2 separate regions of the Ovis aries genome follow, and region 2 is linked to region 1. Evidence: chromatin contacts called from public Hi-C data. All regions are on one chromosome and are shown on one strand. The core of a region is the stretch at or near the end of the contact, and the rest is flanking DNA. Distances in the headings are between cores, read along the strand shown.

Region 1 (3,331 bases), core at 222-2,721:
GACCAGTAGGATAACTGGTATTAAAATTGTACAATTATTTTTAACCCCTCATCATCTCTGACAAGAAATCCCAATCAACATTTCATAAAAAAAAATAAGGAAATGTTGACCCCACTTCAGATTCTGAAAGTCAAACAACAGTAGCTGGAACATTACATATTTCTCTTTCCTTCTGTGTAGGAAACTGATGTGACAGCTTTATGTTGAAAAGACATATATAGTATATAGTATAGTATTATAGTATATAATATATATATACTTTTATATAGTATTTAAATCAAACCTCCCTTTACTGCCAAGAAACTCCCACTGGTCAGGGAGGACACTGCTGGTAATACAACTTCTCATGGCTGTAACACCAGGAAGCACTGTGCATAGAGGATTGTTACAATGAAAGGGTCTCCAGGAGAAGTAATATAAGATGCAAGGAAGCTGCTGGAATCTCCAAATCAAGACAAGGCTAAACAGCAGCCACCGATGTGCGGTTGTTTTCTGTTAAGGGAGAGAGCAGCCACAATCAAAGGGTATTGTTTTTCATTTTCCCTGTGGAACCTTCAGCTGCAAATACTGTTTATACTCTCTGAAGACTGAACTGGTCGTAAGAAGCACACACACTCAACAGTGGTGAAATACACGTAAAATTTGCCATCTTAACCGTCTTTAAGTGTACAGCCCTAAACACATTCACACTGTTTCTGCCACGTTCCTGCAAAACTGAGGCTCTGCCCCCACTGGACACTAACCCTGCCTCCGGCCCAGCCCGACACCCACCTGCTTCCGAACACCTGGGCCGCACGGGCCTCACTGATCTGGACTCACACGCGGCTCCATTTACGACCAAGCCTGCGGTGCTCGCCGCTCCCCCGCCCCGGGGGCGGCCAGGGACCCCACGCGGACACAGCCCCCATCCTCCGCACCCGGCGCCCCCCTCTGCTCCCGCCACAGCGCCGAGAAGCGGGAGCCCCGGCCTGTCTGCGGGATTCATCGGAGGCTCCCTGCGGCTTAGCTCTCGAGACCCGGGCCCCCGCCCGCACCGCTCTCCAGCCGCCGCTGGCCCGCCCTGATCTCCGGGATCCCCGAGAGCAGGGGCCCTCACGGGTGTGGGCCGGTGTAAGAACGCACACAGCGAACCCCAGTCCCCTCCAGCTGTCAGGCTGGCGGCCCCGAGCCCACCCCTCCGCGAGGGCGAGACGCCGGCCCCCGTTAGGCTAGAGCTGACACTCAGGGGAGACGCTCTGTGCCGGTGCCCCGGGAACCGCGCACACAGGTGGGCGAGGGATCGCCTGGAAACCCCGCGCCCCAGCTCAGAGCCCAGACCGCCCCGCGCATGCGTGCTCGGGGCGGAAGGGGGCGAACTCGGGGCGGAAGGGGGCGAACTCGGGGCGGCCGATGGCCGGGCGCATGCGTGCTGGCGGCGGTGCGCGCTCACGGGCTCCGGGAGACGCGGCGCATGCGCCCTCCCCGGCCGTCATTTGCACCCACCATGGCGGCAACGCTGGGCGGTCGGGCCGCGCGGCGGCTGAGGCTCCTGCTCTCAGCGCTGAAGCCCGGGATCCAAGTCCCCCGGGCCGGACCCGCGGCCGCGTTCGGGTAATGGCGCCGCTCCCCTCCAGGGGCCCCCATAGCCTCGTCCGCGCGCTCGGGGCGGCGGGAAGGGGGCAGGGGCCAGGGGCCAGCGACCGGGCCGGGGCCGCGAGTGGGCCTTGCCCGTCAAGCCGTGACCCGGGCGCGGCCGCGGGGGCGCTGCGCTCGGCCTCGGTGGGGCGTCCGTGCGGACGGAGGCCAGGGAGGAGGCGCGCTTGAACCCCGGACCCTGGCTCCGGGGCCAGCCTGCGGTGTCCGCGCCGCGTCAGCCCTCGGAGCCGCGGGCTGGACCTCGAGCTGGGACGTGCGGGAGACCCACCCGGGGGACCGGGAGATGCGGGCTCCTGGGCCCGGCTCCCCGAGGGGTGCAGGCCGTGGAGACGCCCGAGAGTCTGCCTTTCTCTCCTCTTCCCACCCCCACACAGCTGAGGGAAGACAGCCCCTGGATGAACCTCTGACCCCCAGTCCCAGAGTGGGCGCCCCTGGTCCAAGTGATAGTGGCCTGTCATGGGGGCGCGCGCGGGGCGGTCGCTGCTCACTGCCGGCGGGTCAGTTCCGCTCCTGACGAGGAAGGTGTCTGCGCACAAGCTTGGCGGGTACCTGGCCTTCAGAGCTTCACTGTGCTTGATGGGGAAGCGTCCATTCGGAAGGCATAAGAAGAGCTCTGACCAGCTTTCCGCTTTCATACTGTGATTTATTGGGTCTTGAATTTAGGGTTTGATGTTGTTACCATTTTCGACCTACTAGATTTTCAGAACTGTTTTCATACAGATGGGAAATGGGAAAACAGTGTCTGCAGTCTGTAAGTCCGCTGGAAAATGCCCATCTATCCGGTTTCCTGTTTACAGAAAGGGATTGACATGAGGTTACTGTGATCGCACCAGTATCTGTTACTGTTGGTTAATGGTTGCAGGAAGGCCTCATCCACTTAGCAGTGCAGATCATTTGCCCTAAAATATCCCTGGGAAACAGGTTTCTCTGGATTTTGAACTGCCGTTTTGTAAATGCAGTTGAAATTGATATGACCAAGGAAATGGCAACCCACTCCAGTATTCTTGCCTGGAGAACCCCTGGACCCAGAAGCCTGGTAGGCTACAGTCCATGGGGTTGCAAAGAGTCAGACAGGACTGAGCGACTTCACTTTCACTTTCACTGTGATGGGCCAAACAAGCAGTGTGTTGATTTGTGCTGATTAATCCTGAAACAAGAGTGCCGCTTGTGTAAGTAGGTGAGAGCACTCCTGTAAGACCGTGGCTTCAGAACAGCGGGTGCCCCAGCCCACAATTGAGTTGTGTTCCAGAAGCTTCTGTGTACGTCTGCCCTCTTCCACAGCAAGCCTTTTCTACTTGAAGTTGTATGTTATGTGCAGTTACGGTATTAATAAGGAAGCCTAATAGCCCACCTGAAGACAGATGTCTTCCGGTTCAATCTGGGGATACTCTGCTTGAGGGAAAGAGACGCACCTGCCCCTGCCTCTGTCCAGCAGTCAGGGTGAGTGCTGGCCTAGTGTCTAGCCCTGCAGGGGACTCCATTTGCAGTGCGGTTAAAGAAAAAGCATGTACACAATCAAGTTATGTGAACTTTCTGAGCCTCACGCCCTGCAAAAATTGTCCTCAGGATTTGAGACAGTGAATTTTAAAGGCCTGTCATTTCCAACTCTTTGCGACCCATGGACTGTAGCCCGCCAGGCTCCTCTGTCCTTGGAATTCCCCAGGCAAGAATACTGGAGTGGGTTGCCATTTCCTGC
Region 2 (3,331 bases), core at 613-3,112, 70 kb before region 1:
GGTTTACCTTTGTTAACCAAACTCCCACAGAGCACCATCCGTGTGCAAGGCTTACACGGGTGAGAAAGCATAGTTCCTGGGGTCACGGCTCTTTCCTCCAGCAAAGGGTGCAGGGTGTCCACATCCGGCGGCGTGCTCGGCCAGGGGTCCGGGGACGCCTGCTCCACAGCGTGGACTCGTGCCTGGCCGCGCACCTGTTCGCCTCTGAGTGCCTGGACCCACCTTGAAAGCAGGATAACCTGAGCGGATGGTGGACCCAGCCGCTGCGCAGCATGTCGTAGCTGTGGGTTTCCCGTGCGAGCAGACGACGGTCAAGTTCCAAAAGCCTCAGAAAACAAGTGTGCACAAACAAAGCGCTGAGACGTGAGAGGCGTCTCAGGCCGCGAAGAGACGCCGCCCTTTGCTGACCAGCCCCGGGAGCCCGGCCCTGCTGGCCGCGGGCGTCGTGCACCCTCCCAGCCAACCCCCTGCACCCACGCCTCCGAAGCCCGCTCCCCGAGCATCAGGCCCCTCAGTGCTGTCCATCCGGCCCACTCCCTCTGGCTGTCCCTCCCCCGCCCCATCGGATGTCGCTGTCACCTGCCACTGGGCCGGACAGAGATGGGAGTGTGTGTCTGTCCGTTAGGGGAGGGGCAGGGGAGCTGGCCTCGGTTTCCCTCTAGTCACTATTGACGACCCTCCCTGGGGTCCACGCCCAATCCCGTGCTGTCCTCCACAGGGTAAGCTGGCCATCCTGTCCTTAACCACAGGCGGCACAGCCAGCATGTTCTCCAAGACTGGGGTCAACGGAGACTTCCGGTACTTCCTGTGGCCCCTCCAGGTATGCCCCCCAACACACACACAGCTCTCCCAGCTCCTCCCAGGTGGGAGGGGGGCCTGAAGGCCAGGCCGTGCTGACTCCCCCGGAAACAGGATATCATAAGCTCTTAGCCTTTTGGATGTTTTACTTGGCAGCCCTGGAGAGGCTGGCTGATGGAGAAAACGCTGTGATTATGAGAACTTTTGATGCTGCTTGGCCAGAGGCCAAGCCGAGCCCGGTTGGCCGATGTCCGCTCTGGGTAAACGGGAGCCCTGAGGTGGCTCTGTGCGTCATGAGCTTCAGTTCTTCCTGCTTTTAAAAATTCTTCACCTTTGTTTCAGTTTGCAAAGGTACATATGGGAACACAGAGACTATGAAAAATAGAAATTCAGTTCTCTTAATGCCCTTGAAAACAATCACTTTCAATGATTTAATGTATTTCCTTACAGCCCATGTATATTCTTTTTTAAAAAACTATCCACGTATTTATTTGGCTGAGCCAGGTCTCCACCAGAGCATGCAGTCTCCTCAGCTGTGGCGTGCTCACCCTTAGCTGCAAGGTGCCTGCACAGGGCTCGAACCCAGGCGCCCTGCACGGGGGCACGCAGTGCCGGCCACTGGACTGGCTGCACCAGGGAGGGCCCTGTGTTCTCACACACGCACATGTTATGACTCAGCTTGCCGTATCTATTTCTTTTTTTACGTGAACAGTGCGCCACAAATCCCGCTTCACATTCCTTGTTGTTTACACCTAATGCGTGTCTTGAGCAGCCTTCCATGGTGGCACACGTAGCTGGAATAAACTCATTCAGGGCTCCCTGGTGGCTCAGTTGGTAAAGAATCCGCCTGCAGTGCAGGAGACCCTAGTTTGATTCCTGGGTCGGGAAGATCCCCTGGAGAAGGAATAGGCTACCCACTCCAGTATTCCGGCCTGTATAGTCCATGGGGTCGCAGAGTCTGGCACGACTGAGCGACTTTCACTTTCATGAATTGCCATAATTTACCGAAGCAATCAAAACCATAAAACTTAGTGTGTGACTCAGCAGCAGAGATTAGAGAGCTGTGTCGGAGCCTCCCAGCGCGCTCTGCCCCCCAGGAGCGGCCAGGTCCTGAGGCTGCAGGGCAGCGCCCGCATTCTCGGCTCGCTGGTGGTGGGAGGTTCTCTGAGCTCCCTGGAGGCCAGCTGCGTGCGTTCCCCGGGTGACTGAGCAGCGGGTGGCTTCTCACTGCGCTCCCCTCTTTGCACTGTAGCACGGCACACTGCACTTCTGCGGATTTAAAGTCCTTGCCCCTCAGATCAGTTTTGGTCCTGAAATGGCGTCCGAAGAAGAAAGAAAGAGGATGGTGGCCTCCTGGGCGCAGAGGCTGAAGACCATCTGGGAGGAGGAGCCCATCCCGTGCTCGCCCCCGTGGTACTTCGGGCAGTGACGGGGCCACGCCACACTGCAGGGGCCACGCCACACTGCAGGGGCCATGCGGGAGGTGTGAGACGTGTAATGCTGTGCAGGCGCGTGTAATAAAGGACGTCACAACAGCCAGGGTGTGACTGTGTCTCCGGGTCCTGCGGGCCGGCTCCCGTCCCCCGCTGGCTGTCCCCGGGTCTCTGGCAGGTCCTTCTCCCAGCCCTGCGTTCGTTTCTCATGCCTTTCATTCCCCTTTATTCAGCCTTCGCGGGTCATGGTTGTAGCTTTGGCACAAAACTGGATGCTAGGTATTTGTTTCTCTGCAGCGCGACTGGACTTTCTGGAAAGTCGAGGAAAACGTCATCTGTTCACAGCCCGTGTTGCAGTGCTCTGTTCACACCTCTTGTGTCTTTTTCTTTTTCTGTCTTGAGTGTTAGGTTTTAACTGAGCACGACCCAGCGTATCTTTCCAATCCCTGAGGGCCGGTCACGGTGAGGGCGCCGGCCTTAGTGAGAAGGCGTCCCGTCAGCGTGCAGTCTCGGGAGCGGGCCTGGCCGTGGCCCCGGGCTGCGGGCACGTGTAGCGGGAGAGTCTCCCCGCCGCCCGCCCCTCCTCTTCGTGGTCGTCGTCACTGCCCAGGACGGGCCCTTCTCCTCAGCAGCCCCCCCACCCCCATCACGCTCGCAGCTGCGCCTCCGTTCACACGCCCTCACCTGCCTCCTCCCTGTCCGCCCCCCGGCCCCCCAGGCGTCCTCAGACCCTCCTCCACCCTCATTATCTTCCTCTTCACCTGATCCACCGCCAGATCGCGTTCCGTGTTCTTAGCTTCCCTCGCATCTTCATCCCTCTCTCAGAGCTGCCATCTTCGAATCAGATTGATTTTTCAGGGTCATTTCTTTCTGACTTTCTCGACACCATTTTCTTCAGGCTTTTTCAGAGCGTCCCCACGTTCTCTTTCAGCGCCACCGTCCCAGACCCTCTCCGGGGCCGTCCCCCCAGGTGCCTGCTCAGGGTCCCCTCCAGACTCTTCATCATCCCTTTTGAGCCTCAGTTCTCTCGAGATCGCTCTCCTTCGACCGTTGGAACTGGCTTCTTCAGGCGCTCTTTGGGCCCTCTTCCTGAGCAACTT

What was found. A called contact is a pair of places that touch in the nucleus more often than the background predicts.
Region 2: a Hi-C map of mixed tissues shows a contact between it and region 1, with 3 times the contacts expected there. The contact joins the enhancer-like site here to the promoter of BPHL in region 1. A contact is called at or near these places in 12 of 16 Hi-C or Micro-C datasets (blood, hypothalamus, liver and 5 more).

The regions. Positions count from the first base shown.
Region 1 is chr20:49,668,101-49,671,431 of ARS-UI_Ramb_v3.0, reverse strand. It overlaps BPHL (biphenyl hydrolase like), which reads left to right and starts at 1,471. Exons shown (of 6, transcript XM_027958683.3): 1 at 1,471-1,590. The coding sequence starts at 1,484.
Region 2 is chr20:49,738,567-49,741,897 of ARS-UI_Ramb_v3.0, reverse strand. It overlaps NQO2 (N-ribosyldihydronicotinamide:quinone dehydrogenase 2), which reads left to right. Exons shown (of 9, transcript XM_060403548.1): 8 at 719-820; 9 at 2,051-2,333. The coding sequence ends at 2,227. Among named protein-coding and RNA genes, the nearest start is that of NQO2, 10 kb to the left of the region's middle. Within about 2 kb of position 1,862, at least 7 of the 54 cell types and tissues checked have an H3K27ac peak or open chromatin away from gene starts, as enhancers often do. A contact at or near this core is called in tail adipose tissue, where this site is marked.